Regions from separate parts of the Sus scrofa genome. Here region 2 is linked to region 1. The links are chromatin contacts, called in public Hi-C maps. All regions are on one chromosome and are shown on one strand. The core of a region is the stretch at or near the end of the contact, and the rest is flanking DNA. Distances in the headings are between cores, read along the strand shown.

Region 1 (6,414 bases), core at 1,452-3,951:
TTTGTTGTAAAACTGGTTTAGTGGTGCTGAATTCTCTTAGCTTTTGCTTGTCTATAAAGCTTTCAATTTCTCTTTCAAATCTAAATGAGAGCCTTGCTGGGTGGAGTAATCTTGGAGGTTTTTTCCTCTCATCACTTGTATGTATATCGTGCCACTCCCTTCTGGCCTGCAGAGTTTCTGCTGAAAAATCAGCTGATAACCTTATGGCAGTTCCCTTGTTTGTTATTTGTTTCTTTTCCCTGGCTGCTTTCAGTATTTTCTTTTTGTTTTTAAATTTGGTCAGTTTGATTAATATGTGTCTCAGTGTGTTCCTCCTTGGATTTATTTTATATGGTACTTGTTTGTGCTTCCTGGGTTTCAGCAGGTGATTCCTTTCCCATGTTAGGGAAGGTTTTAGCTATTATCTCTTAATATTTTCTCTGGCCCTTTCTCTCTCTCTTTTCTTTCTGGCATCCCTATAATATGGACATTGGTGTGTTTAATGTTGTCTGAGAGTTCTCTTCGACTGTCTTTATTTCAGTCTTTTTTCTCTTTTTGCATCAGTGATTTCCACTAGTCTGTCCTCCACCTGGCTTATTCATTCTTCTGTCTCCTGTATTCTGCTGTTGTTTGCTTCTAGTGAATTTTTTTTTTTTTTTTTTGTCTTTTTGCCTGTTCTAGGGCCGCTCCTGCAGCATGTGGATGTTCCCAGGCTAGGGGTCTAATTGGAGCTGTAGCCGCTGGCCTACACCAGGGCCACAGTGATGTGGGATCTGAGCCGTGTCTGCGACCTACACCACAGCTCATGGCAACGCCGGATCCTTAACCCACTGAGCAAGGCCAGGGATCAAACCTGCAACATCATGGGTCCTAGTCAGATTCCTTAACCACTGAGCCACAATGGGAATTCCCCTGCTTCTAGTCAATTTTTATTTCAGTTATTGTATTTTGCAACTCTGCTTGCTTAATCCTTAAATCTATTTCTTTGCTCAGTGTTTCTTGTAATTTATCCATCTTCGCCTCCAGTTTTTGCCTCCAGTTTATTTCTAAGATCTTGAATCATCTTTACTATCATTAGTCTAAATTGTTTTTCATGGAAGTTTGTAATCTCCAGATGACTTAGCTGCTTTTTTTTTTTTTCCTCATTCCTATCTGAGTCATAATTCTTTCTGCCTTTTCATTTTGTATCGATTTGTGGTGTGGTCTCCTTTATGCAGACAGTAGGGTTGTAGCCTGTTCTTGCTTCTGATGTCTGCTCTCCTTGTGGCTGAAGTTGGTGTGGGGCCTTGCTGCAGGCTTCCTGATGGGAGGGACTGTGCCTGCCCACTGGTAGGTGAAGCTGATTCTTAAGCTTCTGGTGGGTGGACGGGGCTTTGGGTGTGATTAGAGGTGGCTCAATGCCTGTGGGGGGGTGGGGTCTTTAGGCAGTCTGTTTGCTAATGGGTGAGGCTTTGTTCCCACCTAGTTTATTGTTTGGACTGGGACTTCTCAGCCCTGATGGGTGGGGTCAGATTTTTCCAAAATGGCCACCTCCAGAGAAATGCACACTGTTGATCATTCCTGAGACCTTTGCATTAATGTCCTTCCCCCACAATGAGCCACAACCACCCCCTGTTTTCCCAGGAGATTCTCCCAGAACTGCAGTCAGGTCTGACCAAGATTCCTATGGAGTCTCTGCTTTGCCTTGGGACCCAGTGCTCCTGAAAGCCTATGTGTGCCTTTCAGGAGTGGGGTCTCCATTTCCCCCAGTCCAAGGAGCTCCTGCACACAAGCCCCACTGGCCCTCAACGCCAGATGCTCTGGGGGTTCCTTCTCCCTATGCCAGATCCCCAGGCGTGGGGACCTGATGTGGGGCTCAGAACTCTCACTCCCTTGGGTGAACTTCTGCAATGTAGTTACTTTCCAGTCTGTGGGCCTCTCACCCTGCTGGGTATGGGGTTCCTTATATCAGGTAATCATCCCTCCTACTGTCTCAGTGTGGCCTCCTCTCTGTCTTCTGGAGTAGGATATCTCTTTTGATAGTTTGGGGTCTATTTTGTTGAAGGTTGTTCAGCAGTTGGTTGTAACTTTGTTGCTTTTATGAGATAAGGTGAGCTCCATTCTTGGAAATGTGTTTCTTAAATGTAAACAAAATCCAGAAGCAATAAAAGAGGCTCAGGATTGATTACTTTTTATTTTATTGGTTTTTTTTAAATGGCTCCACCCATGGAATTTCCCAGGCTGGTGGTTGAATCAGAGCTGCTGCTGCCAGCCTTCCCCACAGCTCATGGCAATGCCGTATCCTTAGCCCACTGAGCGAGGCTGGGATTGAACCTGCATCCTCATGGTTACTAGTCATGACAGAAAACTCCACTAGACAGATTCTTAACCTGGTGAGCCACAACGAGAACTCCAGAGGTGCTTCGTTCTAGGTGATTCAACTAAATTGCTTGTGCATCCCCATGCAGGGCTCCCACACTGGTACCTCGGGAGAGGATGTGTCCCAGGGGCCCACTTTGGGGTACCATCGGGTGGGAGCTGCTCTGTCAGCTCTCCCCTGTTCTCCTTTACGTCAAGGCTGAGTCCTTGCTGGTCTCTCTTCCACCTTCTCGCTCTGTTTCCCGCTCCCTCACCTCCTCCGCTGCAGGCCACACTTGGCACCAAAGCATATCTGTTCTCAGAGAGGCTGTTGATTGTGTATATCGTGTGTGCTGCCCTCCCTCTGATGAGATCCTGTTTGATCTGGCTCAGCCAGAGCCATCGAGAGAAGCGGGCCTCCCTTGTCCTTGCTGACCCGCGCCAGGGCCCCGCCAGACCTAGGCTGGGGTTGAAGTCCATGAGCAAAACACAGCTCCTTTCTTGTCTTTGTGTTTCTTGTAAGGAGCTTGATGCTCTGGGCAGCCCTTGAAGCCCCTTCCTCAGTCTGCTGTGCTGCACAGAAGCTGGAGAGCAGTGTTCAGAGGACGCCAGGGCGTGTGGCTCGGCTCTGCCCCAGGGCCCCTTCCCAGCGCAGGGCCCCGCCCGTGCTGACCTCACCCCCCACAGGAGGCCTTCCTGCTTGGCTCCAGAAACACTGTACCAGGGTGTTGTTGATAATTCGGTCACCACGGTAAAAAACACCAAAGCCAAAAAAACCCCCAAACCTTACTTTCTTAGGAATCGATCAGAAAGGCTTCTTTGGGGGATAATGAGAACTGGTGTCTGTCTTGTGTGATGCAGCGGCCCTAACGTTTGCTTTTGCTTCTACAGGGGTGATTTCTCAGCCTGTGCTGGGAGATAGAAACTGCCGTCATCCCCATTTTACAGGCGAGAAAGCTGCAGTGTGAGAAGTTCTTACCTGCCCAGGTCTCGGCTGCTGGGTGATGGGTTCCTGGCATGGGACTCACTCCCACAAGCCTGTCCCCGGGGATCTGGCCACCCTGCCCAGGGCCCAGGCCCCTGGCTCTGGGTGTGCTGCTTGCGCGTTCTTCACTCACAGCTTTGCAGGACGCCTTCCTGTTGTGATGGGGGGGAGGGGGTTGACGGCATGCTTGGGGCATGGTTACTCCTGGTCCTGAGGCCTGTGTGTTTGTTTTGATTTGGCAGAGTCCTCAGCCGGCCTTTGAGATGATGGGATTGGGCAACGGGCGTCGGAGCATGAAGTCGCCGCCCCTCGTGCTGGCCGCCCTGGTGGCCTGTATCATCGTCCTGGGCTTCAACTACTGGATTGCGAGCTCCCGGAGCGTGGACCTCCAGGTGTCCTATTTGTCCTGTCTGTGTGGATGTCATGGAGCATTTGAAGCTGCTGGGTGGTGGGGCCCCAGGGGTTTTCTGTTATTGCCACCCGAGGTGTGTGCTCAGTGGCTGGTGTGGGCAGAGTCATGTGTGTTGGAGGCTCTATATGGCCCCACACCCAGCCCCGGGGCTGACCTCACACCAGCCGTGCTCTTGGGTGGGAGAAGACCCCCTTATGACTTAGGATTGCTGCCAGGAAGTCCCTCGATGCTCTTCATGTGGGCTAATGATTTTTTTAGTCAAGCCTTTCGGGCCTATTCTGGAAAGACAGTTTATACCACCCGCGATGCACCGTCTCCAACCCGTTGTGCTCCTCTGGGCCACACTCGATATTAAAGAGTGGCTTTGGCACTGCACTTGGGTAACAGGTGTGAGAAGTGTGTTTTTAGAGGTACCTGTCTGCATCACCAGCATTTACTGATGATAGCAGGTTTAGCTTTCCCATTTTTGCTGACCAGGGTGGGTCGGGCAGTGCCAAGCAGTGACAGGGGCTCTTCCTGGCTACAGTTCAGTCAGGCTCCATGGAGCCCACCACATAACTAGGACTCTGTCCCTTGCCACCCTCGCCCCCGCCTCCATCCATCCTGATTTTGGCCTGCCCGGCCCAGGCTCAGCAAGGAATGCCACTAAACTCATCCTTCCCCCTCTGATCAAGCTACTCATCCTTTATCTTTGATGTCTCACCCTGGGCCCACCTGCCTGTAGCAAGAGTCCTGTTAGGCCAGCTTAGCAGGAATCCCCCTACTCTTAGTACTGTTCCACCCACTGACCCCACCCCCTGCTTGTTGACTCTACACCCTCAGCAGGCTTTGCTGTACTCAGAGTTGAGCAGAGTGTCTCCCTGTGATGGCAGTAGTCATGCTGCATTTGCAGTAGAGTCTTGAATAAAAATTTCCTTACCATTTTATCAAGGATCAGAATAATTTTTCTTTACCAGTACATGGCAGTCATTGTCTTTTTTTTTTTTTTTTTTTTTTTTCCTTTTTGGACTGCAGGTGCGGCATATGGAAGTTCCCAGGCTAGGGGTCAAATTGGAGCCACAGCCACACCAGATCTGAGCTGTGTCTGTAACCTACACCACAGCTCTCAGATCCTTAACCCACTGAGCGAGGCCAGGGCTTGAACCTGCATCTTCATGGATACTAGTTGGGTTCATAACCCACTGAGCGACAAGGGGGGAACTCCCATTCATTATCTTCTTTTGTACACAGCCTCTTAACCGGTTGGGACCTTATGGTCCCTGTTTCAGAGGTGAGCAGACTAAGACTTGGAGAGATTAGTGCAAGGAGAGGAGAGGTGGAATTGCCACCAAGTCTTCCTGATGGGTGGGTGTGCGCTCTTAGCCATGGAAGCCCAACCCATAGAAGTGTGTTGTCCTCCTCTCAGGCTTAGCTCCGTGCAGGTGTGGTGCTCTTGTCTGAGCTTCCACTGGACCCCTGTTCTCTGGGCAGATGGGGTCTTAGTGTTGGAGAACCGAATCTCTTTTTAGGAATTGTGTCATAAGGAGTGTTTAAGCACTCTGTTAATGGGGAAAAGGAAACTAAATATTTGAACACCCGCTCACTTCAGATAAAGTGTTTTATGTATAGGTAGACCTTGGCGATATCACAAATTCAGTTCCAGACTGCTGCAATAAAGCACGTAATGCAATAGCAGGTCATGTGAGCTTTTTGTTTTCCCAGCATATGAAAAGTTACATTTGCACTGTAAAGTTGCATTTACACTGTACTGTAGTCTGTTAAGTGTTCCATACTGTCATGTCTGAAAAAACATACCTTAATTTAAAAATATTTTACTGCTAAAAGATCCCTTCACTGAGTCACAGTAGTAACCTCAAAGCTCATGACTGCAGATCATCATGACAAATATAATAATAGTGAAAAAGTGTGAAATGTTGTGAGGACTACCAAAATGTGACACAGAGACACAAAATGAGCAAATGCCTTTGGAAAAACAGTTCTGGCTGGAAGTTCCCATTGTGGTGCAGCAGACCTGAATCCGACTAGGAACCATGAAGTTATGGGTTTGATCCCTGGCCTCGCTCGGTGAATTAAGGATCTGGCATTGCTGTGAGCTGTGGTGTAGGTTGCAGACGCGGCTTGGATCTGGTGTGGCTGTGGCTGTGGCCAGCAGCTGTAGCTCCGATTAGACCCCTAGCCTGGGAACTTTCATATGCTGCGAGTTTGGCCCTAAAAAGCAAAAGCCAAAAAAAAAAAACAGGGAAAAATAGTGCTGGCAGACTTGCTCCCTGCAGAGTTGCCACAGACCTTCAATTCATAAAAAAATGCATTGCTCAATAAAATGAGGTATGCCTGTATCTGCCTCATTCAAGCCTCCCTAAATCCCTGTGAGGGGTGTGGTGGTGTTTCCATGGAGTCATGCAGTGAAGACATAGATGCTCAAAGATGTGAATTCCACCATTTTTCTAGAATCACCTTTTGGGGGCTTTTACACAACTATCCTGAAAGACTGAGCCCCGGAGACACAGTGTGTGTGAGTGGACACTGTGGCTACACTCAGTGCTGACTCTGGGCCCAGGTGTGGTCCTTGCCGAGGGGGCCAGGGCGGTCTGGTCTGGGGATGCCTTGACATGGTCCTTACGCCATGGTGTCCTTGCAGACGCGGATCGTGGAGCTGGAAGGCAGGGTTCGCAGGGCAGCCGCAGAACGCGGGGCCGTGGAG
Region 2 (6,413 bases), core at 587-3,086, about 13 Mb after region 1:
TACCAGCTTAAACTCTGCTTTACTGTAATTGCTAAGAAAAAAGAAAAAAGTGTCCATAAGTGGATATTCAGTTAAAATAGGACTGAAATTTGTTTTAGTTTTACAACTGAAAACTGCCTCCAATTCTTGTTTGTTTGTTTTTGTTGGTTTTTTTTTTTCTAAACTGGAAATTTTAACTTTCCAAAAGACAATCTTTTCACTTACGGGTAAATTGTAGGCGAGAAATATATTACCCTTTGTTTGATAATTTCCAAATACAAAAACTTACAAGTTCTAGTGTTTCTATCTTAAATCAGGACTGCACTGAGATTTCAAGCTAACTTACCATTTAAGAACTAACTGTGAGCCAAGGAGGAGATGAACATAAGACAGTGCCTGTCCTTCAAGTCCCCTGCCTGGCAAAGAGGAAGAGACAGGCAGAATATGACTACAGCCGCAGGGGTTAAGTCCTCTAAAGAGAAGCCAAGACATGGAAGCAACCTAAATGTCCATCAACAGAGGAATGGATAAAGAGGATGTGGTACAAATACAGAATGGAATATTACTCAGCCATAAAAAAGAATGAAATAATGTCATTTGCAGCAATGTAGATGGACCTTGAGATGATCCTACTAAGAACTCAGTCAGAGAAAGAAAATATCATATGATATCACTTATATGTGGAATCTAATTTTAAAAAGATACAAAAGAACTTATTTACAAACAGACTCACAGATTTCACAACTGAACTTACAGTCACCAAAGGGAAAATGGGAAGGAGGGGTAATTTAGAAATTTTGGATTAACATATACACACTACTACATATAAAACAGATAACTTAACAAGGGCCTACTGCATAGCACGAGGAACTCTACTCAACATTCTGTAATAACCTATGTGGGAAAAGAACCTGAAAAAGAATGGGTATATGTGTATGTATAACTTAATCACTTTGCTGTACACCTAAAACTAGCAAAACACTGTAAATCAACTATACTCCAGAAAAATTTTAAAAAGAGAAGCAGCACTAAACAGAGAAAAGAGGGTAAACTGTGGCAGGTGGGAAAAGGCTCCTGGCACAGGTTTAACTACATCTTTAAGGAAAGCAGGAGGAAGTAGAGAGAAGTGGTGAGGGACCTCCAAGCATACCCACAAGCTGACTTAACATAAGGAAATGAAAAGCAGTCCTGGGGGCGGGGGAGGGAGGGGAATGGACGGGGAATTTGGGGTTAGTAGATGCAAACTACTGCATCTGTAATGGATAAGCAATGAGATCCTGCTGTATAGCACAGGGAACTATATCCAGTCACTTGTGATGGAACATAACGGAAGATAACATGAGAAAAAGAATGTGTGTGTGTGTGTGTGTGTGTGTGTGTGTGTGTGTGTGTGTGTGTGTGACTGAGTCACTTTGCTATACAGTAGAAATTGAAAGAACACTGTAGATCAACTAATAAGAAAAAGTTAAAAAAAAAGAAGAGCAGTCCTTCAATAAGAAGTGTAACTTGTAGCTCAGGGAGTTCAGTGCTATGAAGCGCTTTGATAGATATTATTTTCATGGTAATTCTTTTTCTTACTGGTTTTCTTTGCATTGCAATTCCTGTGAGGCTTGATGCCTTACATTCACACACTAGAATTTCTCTAGGCTCCTACCTTTCACCTTGTTGCTGCCCCCACCCCAACTCCCTGTTCTGACCCCCGTGGCCAACAACCTGAGCAGCCCCTTCCCACTTGCCCCTGTGGGGAAGCTGGAGGCCTGACAGATGCCCCTTCCTGGGAACCACGCAAACATACTGACAAGTCATCCCTGGGCCACGAACCTGCAATGACCGCTGCCGACTGACCAAAGAGCAGCTGGGCCCTGCTGCCACCTAGAGCTGCTGGTGGTTCAAGACTGTGCCTACTGGGTGGACTGACATCACAGTGAAGAGCCCTGTCCCAAAATGGCATAGATGACAAATTTGTGCCCACACCTCTCCAGTATCATTTTCTGTTGTTCTCACATGTGTCCCCCCCTCCAGCCTTGCTACCCTGTAGCCGGTAAGGGCAGTTACGACACAGTGCTACTATCATCCCAGATTTCCCGTCTGCCTGTCAGTGAAATGTACAGTTGAAAAGTAGATTCACAGACCACAAATTATCCCAGTCTTAAAAGTTTTCCAAAAGATGAATCAAAAATTAGTTTTAAAATTCTAACTCGTGGTAACTGAAATAAAGTTAAATAAATTCAGCTCCTCAGCCTCAAGAGCCAATTCAAGGTGTCCATAACCACGCCTGGCTGGCCGGTGGCTGCCGATTTGAACAATGCCAACCTGCAGCACTTTGTATTCACCTGCACTAACTCTTCCCGTCACATTACATAGTAATCAGCTGTTATTCTTCTGTGTCTCCCAGTAAACTGTAAGCCCCTTAAGAATTCAGAGCATGATCACATCTTAATCATAGGTGTTCAAAGCCTAGAACTGAAGATCCCTTCTCAAACCCTGACTCAGATTTTTATTTTCCCAGTAATTGCTTTCCTGGTCCACAGAATATTTTAAGTAGGAAGGTAAGGGAGAAGGCTGCTAGAAAGTAATATTTCTTGATGAAACCTCATTATTCAACTGTGTTGCAAGTATTCAACCAGAGATACTTGGCCTTGGTCAGTTAAGCAAACAAAATTCCTCAACAGGACATAATGCTGAGGTAACAAGACTTGGTTACTATTTCATGCTGATGGAGCAACAGTGCAATCGCCTGGTCCACTGCCATTCACGTTACAAATCTCCCTCCCTGGGGACTTGAATGGAACTCTGCAATCAGCATCCAGGGGATGACTAAAGAATACTCTGTTGCTGAAATTTCTAGAGGGTAAAAGTTTAGGGTACAGTTACAAAGGGGAAAAGTGCATCTGTGTTTAATTATGGAAAGCATGTACCACATGTACAAATCTAAGCTTAGAAGTTGAGGTTTCTGACAACAGCAATAATTTCGTAAAGATACAAAACTAAGCCAAAGTTATGTGGTACACATTTAAGGGGCTGACATACTATCCTTTCATTTTCTGAAAAATGACTATTCCTTTTTGTTTTTTTCAAAAACACGAATCTAAAAATATTTCGAAATTTTTTCATTATCTAAGGAAAATAATTTATATATATGTATTTACATAACAACTTATATATATGTATTTACATAACAACATATATATATTATATATAATTTTGTCTTTTTAGGGCCACACCCATAGCATATGGACATTCCCAGGCCAGGGGTCAAATTGGAGCTGTACCACTGGCCTGTGCCACAGCCAAAGCCACGCCAGATCCAAGCCACATCTGCAATCTACACCACAGCTCATGCCACACTGGATCCTTAACCCACTGAGCGACTGAACCTGCATCCTCATGGATATCAGTCAGATTTATTCATTTCCGCTAAGCCATGACACGAACTCTGGAAAATAATTTATAAATTGTTATTTCAAATAAACCCACTAAATAAGTGCATTTCTAATTTACCACATGTCCCAATTCATTAACGAGTCTACACAAGAACACTGTAATACAGCTGCTTGGACAATCTGTTGTTAGGTCCAAACTGAGTGTATACTCACAAGTTTTAAAACATTATATCCTTAAAGTTATACTATAAACCTTAAGTAAACAAAGTTTACTTAAATAAAAAGTAGATGACTTTCATCATTTTGATTGTCCAGCAAGAATTCTTAAGCCCTGAATAACTTAGATACTTAAAGTAAATATTTAAATACATATAGTATGAATCTATAAATACAAAAATATATGCATGTATTCATTCACACATATATATACAGCAAAGAAGATCAAAAGACTACATAAGCTTTTGCAATTTATTTCATGGAATTATGGCTTGTTTTGTTGGGTTTTATTTTTAATCTGCATTTTCTAATTCTTCAAGAAGCACATTAATTTTGAAGATTAAAAATGTGTGGACGGAGTTCCCGTCGTGGCGCAGTGGTTAACGAATCCGACTAGGAACCATGAGGTTGCGGGTTCGGTCCCTGCCCTTGCTCAGTGGGTTAACGATCCGGCGTTGCCGTGAGCTGTGGTGTAGGTTGCAGACGCGGCTCGGATCCCGTGTTGCTGTGGCTCTGGCATAGGCCGGGGGCTACAGCTCCGATTCAACCCCTAGCCTGGGAACCTCCATATGCCGCAGGAGCGGCCCAAGAAATAGCAACAACAACAACAACAAAAGACAAAAAAAAAAAAAAAAAAAAAATGTGTGGATGGGAGTTCCCATGGTGGCTCAGCAAAAATGAATATGACTAGGATCCATGAGGATGCAGGTTCAATCCCTGGGCTCACTCAGTGGCCTAAGGATCTGGCATTGCCATGAGGTGCAGTGTAGGTCAGACACAGGTCAGATCTGGCATTGTTGTGGCCATGGCATAGGCCGGCGTCTACAGCTCTGGTTCAACCTCTAGCCTGGGAACCTCCACATGCCGTGGGTGCAGTCCTAAAAAATACAAAAAAAAAAAAAAAAAAAAAAGTGTGGAAGAAGAGTTCCCATCATGGCTCAGCGGTAATGAACCTGACCAATAACCATGAATATTCAACCCCTGGCCTCACTCAATGGGTTAAGGATTCAGCACTGACATGAGCTGTGGTGTAGGTTGCAGACTCAGCTCGGATCTGGCATTGCTGTGACTGTGGTGTAGACCAGCAGCTGCAGTTCCGATTCAACCCCTAGCCTGGGAACTTCCAAATGCTGCAGGTGTGGCCATAAAAAGCCAAAAAGCCAAAAAAAAAAAAAAGTGTGGAAGACAAAAGTCCATTAGTTTTAAATCCACATAACAATTCTGGGATGACCTTTAAGAAGTTCTATAGCCTAAGCTACAAAGGCAAAAACATCTATGATATCCATGGAGATCAATATTCAAAACTTCAAGTTTATGGAATTCTCTGGTGGCTTAGCAGGTTAAGAACCCAGTGTTGTCACTGCTGGGGCTCAAGTTGCTGCTATGGCACCGGTTTGATCCCTGGCCTGGGAACTCCCCCATGCCACAGGCACAGCCAAAAAAACTGAAAACAAACCAAAAAACCTTAAAAGTTTACCCAGAAAATCTACAGCAGACAAGGAGGACAGGCTTGTTCATGGCCACAGACATTTTGGGTCCTTTCTAAGCCAGAAATGTAGTCACTTAGTTTAGAATTATAATTCTGATAATAAGCCACAATGAGAAGACGGCTCCCTTGAACAAGTTCTCCGAGCAGCTAGTGGATAAAGCAGGGTAGGTTAGGAAAGTAAGATAGGTGGGGTAGAATGGGATTGTTCTATAATGATAGTGGTCAGAAGTCTAGCACCTCTTTGAGCCGTTCACCCTAAAGTTTCACAAGCTGAGGCCTGTTCTAGACATTAGGTAATCATTTCCAGCCCTTCTCTTTGCAACCATCACCACCATCCATCTCCAGAACTTTTTTCATCTTGCAAAACTGAAACTCTGTACCCATTACACAATAACTCTTCATCCCCCTCTACCCCAGCCCCTGGCAACCAACATTCCACTTTGTTTCTACAAATATGGCTACTCTAGGTGCCTCATGTAAGTGGAATCATACAGTATTTGTCCTCTAGTGATTGGCTTATTTCATTTATCAGAACATTCTCAAGATTCACCCATGTCACAGCATGTGTCAGAATTTACCTCTTTCCAAGGTTGAATAATATGTCAATGGATTTATATTCAACATTTTGTTTATCTGTATCTCTTGATGATAGAACTTGGGTTGCTTCGACCTTTTGGCTATGATGAAAATGCCGCTGTGAGTATGGACATACAAGTATGTGTTGTAGTCCCTGCTTTCAATTTCTTTCAGTCTTGAGATGATTACCTTTTTGGCCACACCTGTGGCACATGGAAGTCTCCAGGCCAGAAATCGAACCTGTACCACAGCTCACCCTAAGCCACTGCAGTGACAACCCAGATCCTTAACCTCCTGAGCCACATGAGAACTCCTTCTGATGATTAACTTTCTATGTCACTTTGACCAGGCTAAGAGGATGTCCAGATGGTAAACATTTCTTCTGTGGAGTTCCCTTGTGGTGCACTGGGTTAAGGATCCAGCGCTGTCACTGCAGCAGCTCAGGCCAAGCTGTGGTACAAGTTCCATCCCTGACCTGAGAACCTCCACATACTGCAGAACATTAACTTCTGGATGCATCAGTGGGGGCGTCCTCAGAAGAGATTAGCATGTCCATCAGCAGACTGTGTCAAGAAGACTGTCTTCTCACCAAAAGGGGTGAGCATCATCCAATAGTTCAGGGCCTCAGCAGAACAAAAAGGCAGGGGAAGAATGTGAGCTGAGACAACATGTCTCCCGCCCTAGGACCAGGCCCCCACCACGTCTGACTTGGAATGCATTACACAACTGGCCCTCCTAGTTCTCCAGCCTGCAGAGAGCAGATCCTGGGA

What was found. Hi-C and Micro-C count contacts between places; a contact is called where the count stands out from the background.
Region 2: a contact with region 1 is called in a Hi-C map of omental adipose tissue, with 11 times the contacts expected there. The contact joins two enhancer-like sites. A contact is called at or near these places in 6 of 47 Hi-C or Micro-C datasets (embryonic fibroblasts, epiblast stem cells, mesenteric adipose tissue and 3 more).

The regions. Positions count from the first base shown.
Region 1 is chr10:29,134,155-29,140,568 of Sscrofa11.1, forward strand. GOLM1 (Golgi membrane protein 1) reads left to right here. Exons shown (of 10, transcript XM_021064635.1): 2 at 3,544-3,693; 3 at 6,352-6,414. The coding sequence starts at 3,565. Among named protein-coding and RNA genes, the nearest start is that of GOLM1, 20 kb to the left of the region's middle. Within about 2 kb of position 2,702, at least 23 of the 83 cell types and tissues checked have an H3K27ac peak or open chromatin away from gene starts, as enhancers often do. A contact at or near this core is called in omental adipose tissue and retroperitoneal adipose tissue, where this site is marked.
Region 2 is chr10:42,524,870-42,531,282 of Sscrofa11.1, forward strand. The region is part of intron 3 of ARHGAP12 (rho GTPase-activating protein 12); the gene reads right to left. Among named protein-coding and RNA genes, the nearest start is that of ARHGAP12, 49 kb to the right of the region's middle. Within about 2 kb of position 1,837, at least 15 of the 83 cell types and tissues checked have an H3K27ac peak or open chromatin away from gene starts, as enhancers often do. A contact at or near this core is called in omental adipose tissue and retroperitoneal adipose tissue, where this site is marked.